Regions from separate parts of the Danio rerio genome. Here all the other regions are linked to region 3. Evidence: chromatin contacts called from public HiCAR-type and HiChIP or PLAC-seq data. All regions are on one chromosome and are shown on one strand. Each heading gives the region's core, a stretch centred on a gene start, on an enhancer-like site or on the middle of the called end of the contact. The rest is flanking DNA. Distances are from core to core; before and after follow the strand shown. Region 1 holds the start of bmp3 (bone morphogenetic protein 3). Region 2 holds the start of prdm8b (PR domain containing 8b). Region 3 holds the start of paqr3a (progestin and adipoQ receptor family member IIIa).

Region 1 (2,700 bases), core at 71-2,570, 510 kb before region 3:
TAAACACCAGAGGGCGGTATAGGTGCATGGGCTGCCATGTCTAATGAATAAGCCACTTTAGCCGTTTTTTTCAGTCGCTTATAGGCTAAATGTGTGAAGTCGGGGCAGCGCTATTTAGTGGATTTTCTGTCTAGCAGTGCGCAAACAACTCATTAAAGCAAAGTTGAACTCTGCCCAATGCCATTATAAGTCTTTTATTTACTCCTAGACTATATTTAAATTAGAATATAAAATGTATATATAAGTACCTAATAATACATCTAAAATGCAACAAATACAGTGACCGCTTTTTAAACTTTTTTTTTCCTGAGACTTTAGTAAACATTGTTTCTAATGTTGTCGCTTAATTTGGGTTTTTGTGAAGGAGAGATCTGGCAACACTAGTGCAGTTTTACTATCAGCGTCTCAGCCTGAGCGAGCAAAAGATATTTGTCAAACCAGCGATTAATGTTCAATAAACATCACATCTCATACCTGAAACATGATTTAACTAAACGAGAATCGCTAAATCCACCTGCAAATGCTAAAGACGGACGATCGCTTGTTTGGTCAACAACTCTGTAGAAAAAAAAGTTCAGCTTGCTCACTCAGTGACATCCAATAACAATAAAGTCTTAAAACCAACTTGTGAAATGATTTATGAAACGCCACAGGACAGGCTGTTCAACTAGAGCTGATGTCTCGTGCAAAACCAAACCAACAGGTGTAATAGCACCAACTCTTAAAGAGATAGTTCACTAAATCAATTTATTGTTTTATTTAGTGGCTCACTGCTTTAGTTATCATCTGCACATTCCGAAAAATCTCTTTGGTTTAGATATAAGAGAACAATGTAATGGAAACAATAGATTCAAACAGAGATAAGACGCAGACAGATTGTGTTGACTATTTTGACTGAATATTCCGTCAGTTGAAGCGCAAAACGAACAAGCCACTATTGAAAACCTTTTCAAACGTGACATGACGATTGCATGGATCTGTTTAGTCAATTACAACATAATCAATTGAACACTTACCCAAATGGCCCTTGAAGCTGCGGACAGTGTTTCCGTCTTTGAGAGGGAATCCCGCGCTGGTGTATTTGGCGTAGAGCATCTGCATGTGCTCTGACAGCGTGTCCTGCTCGCTCTTCTTCACATGCTGCTTCTCTGGCTCTTCTGCTTTTTGTCCAAGTTGCACATCTTTAGAGAACCCCATGACAGGCGTTTTAAGCACAGCACAGTATCCACAGCACAGATAACCGCATCCCAACAGGAGGACAAACAGCCGCTGACAGCGATCCATGCTGGAGGTGCGGGACTATGGAAGCTGATCTAGGTGTAGTGTATCAGTGCTGCTGAATACCTAAACAAACTCTTGTCTCTTGAGAAGGAGAGCATCACATGGGCCCCCGAAATAAGGCAAAAAGGGTGAGAAAATGAAAAAAAGAAAGTTAAACGAGATGTCACTTTGGTGTAGGCTACTCAACATAATAGTCCATATGCACGTTTCCAAAGATCGACGTTCATGCAGCAGAATTCAGTCCTTGTGTAAAATGATGTCCGTGTGGGTTTGATCTGCTGTAGTCTTAATGGTCAGGCTTGATCCTCGGTTTTGTATCTGAGCGATGCTGTCCTCAGCCAATCGCGCCTCTTGTCTGCGTTCATTGAAGGTAAAGCGTGTCGCGCTAGTAATATATAAGGCTTATGGGCGCATTCGGACACTATTGGGAAGTCCGACTAATTCTGCGAATCGGTTCTTTTGAACGGTTCTTTTCAAAGAACCGGTTCAATAAAGGGACTGATGTAGGTCACGTGCACTCTCGAGTACTCCGTAAAAGCTCTGCTCAAATTGTTGAAGTCAGAATAACATAAAATATAATCCATTTGTAAATTAAATACAATTTGCATTGACACTTTATTATACAATTATTTGGTTTAACCTGTTTTTTAACGTTTTAATAAAACAAATTTATTTAGGCTAGAAAACTAACCAGTTTGTAAACAACCTCTCAGAATTTTGTATTTATTAATGGGTATGGGATTTTCATTGTTTTTTTTTTATTTCATACATTATTTGCAGTTTGTTCACAATTTTACAGCTTCTCAATTAAGTCCAATACAGAAAAAAAAATCTTCCTGCATGTGCTTTAGACTCTAAAAGTGTCGGCTTATGAATCACCAAGGACCAGTGTCAGCCAAAAGTCCTTATTTTAATGCCCTTGAAAAAAAAAAGCCTAGATCTAGAATGGCATGTGGTTTTTCATGGTCTCACAGTTGAATGATCAGTTAAGCAGCCAGACTTGTCCAAAAGATTCACTTCAAAAGACTCGGTTAAATAATTGCTCATTAATTTTCATTCCGTCCAATTCAAGAACCATTGTAAACTATTTAAAAACAGAAAAAGGTTGTTTTGGATTGCAATATTATTTCACAATAGTTTTAATATGTGTATAACTTCGGTAGGAGACTTTAGCACTTGCTGAATCGCTCGTTTTCATTCCGCCCGATTCAAAACCGAAACACTTGTTTTGTGAACTTCATCAAGTGATTTATTGAAAAGATTTGATTCGCTCTCTATTACTACCAGCATGCTCTTCTTCACAAACAGAAGTATGAAGGTGTGACTTTGAGACAAAAAAAAAAAAAAAACTCAGCCGTAACGTAGGCCTAGTTACTGCACAGATGGCATTATTTATCGCGCAGGTTAGTGCATCAAAAC
Region 2 (2,700 bases), core at 135-2,634, 340 kb before region 3:
TCAAAGTCACTGATTCCATGTCAGCTAACCTTTAGCTCTATTCTACAAGAAGGAACGTATGTCTCCTTATTACCATAATCCACCACATTTCTTCTGAGATTTTAATTAAGGCAGCACGCAGAGTTAATTATTTTTTCTTCTTTAACCCCCTAATTCAGATTTACAAATGAGATAAATCTCTCGTATAGTTTTACGCGTGAATTGCTGGTGTAACTTGTTCAACACAACAGTGTTTCTAGACAAAATCAAAACATAAGACAAATATTCCATACAGATATATTTAGTTTGTGAATAGTAATTGTCCACCTTATTAGTGTCTGTTTTTAAAATAGTTTTGTTGTAAATACTATAGTCTAGTGCAACATACAATTTCCACAGTCTCTTTTTGATGCGGTTTAAAAAATAAATAAATAAAATAAAATATTAAATGAGTGAAATATTATCAACTTGCAGTTGTGAAGATTGAGGTTATGCCGTGACCTCCAAAATGTATTAATAATCTTATTTATTTTAATTTATTTTTCAAGCAAATGTAATTCGTTTATATTTTTCAGCGGATCCAGATTTTTAATGCAATCCAGTTAATTTTTTTTAAATTCTGTATTTAGGCCTATTGCTCAAATAAAGTATAAGACACTAAAACAGACTGGATTAACATTTAGAAAAATAGCTATATTTCTGCAAAGTGTTTAAATAACAGTTAATTTATGATGATGAAGATGCTATTTCAAGCGGACACGTCCGACTCTCGAATGTATTATCAGGACACAAATGTTCAAAGTTCCCTTCATCAATAAAAAGCGTCAGTGTGAATTTTGCCCTTCTTTTCACGATCCTCTCCTTTTGTAGCTGTGAGGTCGCACTCTCACTCCTGCAAATCACACAAAGGATCCAATGAATATGCATTTCAACTAAATACTATAATAGAGCCACGAATATATGCGCATTTCTAAAATAGAGGAGGGAACCCATTGACCTCCTGTTTCAGGCTATAATTTATTGCGCTTTCTTTTAAATCTGCGGTCTGGTTGCTATTCTAACTTTACGACTTTATGATGTGTAACCAGTTTCTGTTTTCACGACTCTCGTCTACCATCTGCGGGCTTTCTAAACGCGGCTGCGAGGATGCTGTTTTGAGCGCTGCAGAGTCCCGTTTATTCTAGCCACCGGCTGCATTTATTGCAAATTTGTCATTACTCACCATGGTGTTAGGGTAAAATAATCCACAAGGTTCCGAAATGGCTGTCAGTATATCTTCAAATATGTGTTGAGCGCGTCCAGGGAAGTCCGTGCAGTCAGTACATTTCCCCGTCTGTTGAAAGTGACAGTGTTGCCGACCGTCTTATGATTCGCGAGCGCGGAGAGGCGTGCAGATGGGGCCGATACACTGACTGACTGGCACCCACATACACACTTTTTGTTTGCTGCACATAATCTGCCCAATGAGGCGTGACACGCTTCGTCTCCTCCCTTTAACTCTTCGGTCGCCGACAGTTAGTAGATGTAGAGTACATATGAAACAGTGTAATGTGTGCTCTGCAAAACAGATGCAAATTGGCCGGATATTTCATTATATTTTAAAGGAATATTCAAAATTATTTCAGCCTTTTTGCATTTTTATTTTTGAACTGGCTAACATTCATTGTGTTATGTTTATTTAGCTGTTGTAGAATGCATAATATAATATATTATTACATTTATGGTCAAAACTGTGGTTGCAAAAAAACAGTTGTTGCATTAAGGAGTGACATATTGATAACTATTTTATGGTAATTAGACTACTATACCAACCTATATCTGTTATGCTTTTGTACTGTTACATAGACTGATAATAACACAGGTTGCACAATGGAAGGTCACATGATATTGTGGCCAATAAAAACAATGCCCATATTGCCCACACAAACACACCACCAGGGCAACACGTGACGTGACGCTAAAATAAAGCAGAAACATTTACTAAATACATTATCTTTTTAAATGGAAATCAATACAAATAATGCTGCGTTCACTGAGTTTTGTGTCCCTTTTCTTATAAGACTTTCAAAGAAAATTTAGGCCTACTCTTTGTAACATTATTTTTTCTTTATTTTGTGCAGCAAAGTAAAACTGTAAATTGTATTTAAAGTAAAATTACATGTCAAAACACGAGAATGTAGCTTTGTCAACGAGTTAACTTACATAAACTTTCCAATTAAAGTTACTTAAGGTTATAGGGAAATAATTTTTACTTCTTGGTGGCTGCCTTGAAGACCTACTGATTTCATGCCATTAGCCAAATACACAACAGAAAGTTTCTTATTGCAGCTCTGAGTTGTTCTTAGTTGAGTGTCTTTGTCCAAAGGCTTTCCAATAATGAAGGACGGCTTCTGCCTTCACTTGGACTTTTCCGTGCACAGGCAACATGTCTCCACTTGCAACGTGATCCGGCTCTTAATTATGTCGTTGGAGACTATTATAATTATCATTTCTTTTTTCCCATTTTCCTCAGTGTTGCTTACAGACAACTAGCAAATTGCTCTATTGATAGTTATCTGCATCTGGGGCGCTCTTATTCCGCATCTCGTGAGCGCGGAGGTTTGTCGCGTGCACACCTGCTGTGTTGCGCCGGCTCGCGGAGAGAGAAGCGCTGCTGCTCACCCTTACCTCAGCACGACTGGATCTGATGTCTGTATTAACATCTGTGGGAGACAGCAGTGA
Region 3 (2,700 bases), core at 198-2,697:
AACCACTCTACGTGTGTTGGTGCATTATCGTCCTAGTACATGCTTACATGGCATCGCCTTCAGGATACAATGGTTGACTCATTGAGTGCACAGTCAGGATGGTTCGGTAGTCCTTGGCAGTGATGCACCCATCCATCACAAGTGTTGGGCCATGATATTGCAGCCCAAACTATCACTCATCCACCCTCACGCTTCACTCTGGGCATGCAACAGTCTGAATGTTACGCTTCTTTGGGGCTTCTCCTCACCATGACTCCCCCGTGTATATTGACCCTGTAGAGCTCCCAATGAACAGTTTTGATGGAAACAGGAGAGTTGAGGTGCACATTTAATTCTGCAGTGGGTTGGACAGCTGTGGTTTTATGTTTTTTGGATATTATCCGGGTTAGCACGAAGACAACCAGTCTCCTCTTGTGTTCAAAGTTACTCCTGTTGGATGTGGTTCATTCTTCTTCATGCTGACATTACTCTAGATACTGTGATACAACACAAAGAGTTGCTGTCTTGGTCACAGATACGTCAGCAAGACACGCACTGACAATTTGTTCTCTTTTGAACTCTGATAATGTTGTGTGAATTGCAATTGCAAAACTGTGCTATTACTCTGCTAATTAAACCTTCACACTCTTCTCTTACTGGTGGAATGTGCAATCAATGAATGCCTGTCAAATTTAGCCATGAAACCTTAAACACAAAATTGACCAGTTTCAATTTCATTGTCCAACCCTACACACAGTTTCTGTTAAATAAATTATTTGTCATTATTTCTTAAGGACACAAAAGACATCAGACTATAGAATTCTATTTGCCTTAAAGGGTCTTTGATAAAAGACACTAGAACAAAAAAAAAAAACTGTAATGGCACTCTTTCGCTGACATAGTGGATTTGCTGCAGTCAGGCAAATTGCCTTGGCAGTGCTGATGACAGCCTGTTGAAGAGTGAAGTGCTGAAAGGTGAATTAGGAGTGCTAATGAAGAACACACTCCTACTTGAGAAGGTAATTATCTTGGGTGTAATAGCTGAGGGAAGATTAAGTGTGATTCTAGCCCCAGAGGAGTATCACACAAGATTACACCTGAGATGTTTATGAAAGAAGAATGTCTTCTTCAAAACGTGCTGACAGCAGCTTGCCAGAAGTTGCCACCTACAGGTCTGAAGACAGTCCATGAAATGAACGCTATGAAAACTGCATGGATGCTAGTCTATTGCAGCTGGTAGTTCCAAACACTTACAGTAAATATATTTACTAAATAATGTAAAATAAATCAATATATAAGAAACTGTGTAGCAAACCCATTTCTAGTTGCATATTTGTAATAATAATTAGATATTTTATTACATTTTAATTATATATTATTATTATTATCATTATTATTATTATTATTATTATTATTTATCAAATTAAAATGATAGATGACTGATAAAGTAATCACTTGAGAGCAGGCAGAAGGATTAATGCTTCAGGTTAACGTACATGTGACATCAAGTAATCTCTTGATTAGCCTGTTAGCAGCTAGTAACAGCACAACTTCCTGCTGCTCACACCGGGCTAACATGACTCTGAATATGGGCTATTGAAAACAAAGACACAACCGCGGATTCTTCAATGAAGACCTTTATCTGATCAATAGTAAGTATAAATGTAGGATTAAGCGAACGTTTTAAACCGTTTCTGAAAAAAAAAACAACTAACGTTAACGTTAGACGTGCTTAGCATTTAGCTGTTATCAATTTTAGATACATCGCAGTGACAGCGATTTTCTTGTGATAAAGGCTATCGGGCAAGTTATTAGGTTATTGCTTTCATTTCAGTAAAATGTTTGGGAACGTTTATTTTTAGTAACGTTAGGTTAATACGTTGTGTGTTTTCGTATTTTGCCTAAAGGTTTAGTGTAACAGTGGGGAAGGTTTAGTGTTGGAGGTTTAGTGTTGGACAGTGTCTGGACGTCGGTTTATGTTATTGTATTACGTTACCTTATTTTTTGTTTTAAATAAGGCGAAATTTGTATTAATGTATGATGTTTTGTGTTTTTTTTCCATAATAAACTAACTTAACCGTTTAGCCAGTAACACTATAACCTTAATCAGTTAACGTTACGTTAATCAGAGCAAGACATACACCTAACCTTACCATTGATTTTTATGCTGTAAGTTAATTAGAAATAACTAACTTAGGAGGCTCTTTGTTCAAATGTACTTTTTAGTTAGTTTTCTAAAGGTATTATACAGTGTTATTTTAGTAATAGTAATAGGTTTTTATTTAATATTATTAATATTTTTTAATTAATACTACGAATTTGGTTACATTTTTATACTTTCACTGTTTTGTGGTTGTTTGTCGTAATTTTTCATTTTTATTTTAAATAAACAAATATATAAAATAAATTAGTAAATAAATCCATTAACCCCTGCATAAATAAAACAATAAATAAATAAATACACAAATAAACAAAATAAATTATTAAATAAATCCATTAATCCCTGCATAAATAGAACAATAAATAAATAAATATGCAAATAAATCAGTAAATAAATCCATTAATCCCTGCATAAATAAAACTATAAATAAATAAAAACAAAAATAAATGAGTATATAAATTCATAAACCCCTGCATAAATAAAACAAATAAATAAACAAATGTGCAGATAAATAAACAAAGAAATATAAAAACCCTTGCATGAATAAATACATTTAATTA

What was found. HiCAR-type assays count read pairs that join an accessible place to other places. HiChIP or PLAC-seq counts read pairs in DNA pulled down with a chosen protein or histone mark.
Region 1: a contact with region 3 is called in an H3K4me3 HiChIP or PLAC-seq map of embryo, with 5 times the contacts expected there. The contact joins the promoter of bmp3 here to the promoter of paqr3a in region 3. A contact is called at or near these places in 1 of 18 Hi-C or Micro-C datasets (hematopoietic stem cells) and 1 of 4 datasets of contacts at active chromatin or transcription factors (embryo).
Region 2: a contact with region 3 is called in a HiCAR-type map of caudal fin, with 6 times the contacts expected there. The contact joins the promoter of prdm8b here to the promoter of paqr3a in region 3. A contact is called at or near these places in 8 of 18 Hi-C or Micro-C datasets (caudal fin, embryo, fibroblasts and 1 more) and 3 of 4 datasets of contacts at active chromatin or transcription factors (caudal fin, embryo and pancreas).

Annotation. Positions count from the first base shown.
Region 1 is chr5:40,586,051-40,588,750 of GRCz12tu, reverse strand. bmp3 (bone morphogenetic protein 3) reads right to left here and starts at 1,320. Exons shown (of 3, transcript NM_001077765.1): 1 at 1,017-1,320. The coding sequence starts at 1,284.
Region 2 is chr5:40,412,235-40,414,934 of GRCz12tu, reverse strand. prdm8b (PR domain containing 8b) reads right to left here and starts at 1,384. Exons shown (of 4, transcript NM_001105105.1): 1 at 1,202-1,384. The coding sequence starts at 1,204.
Region 3 is chr5:40,074,754-40,077,453 of GRCz12tu, reverse strand. It overlaps paqr3a (progestin and adipoQ receptor family member IIIa), which reads left to right and starts at 1,447. Exons shown (of 7, transcript NM_200710.2): 1 at 1,447-1,631.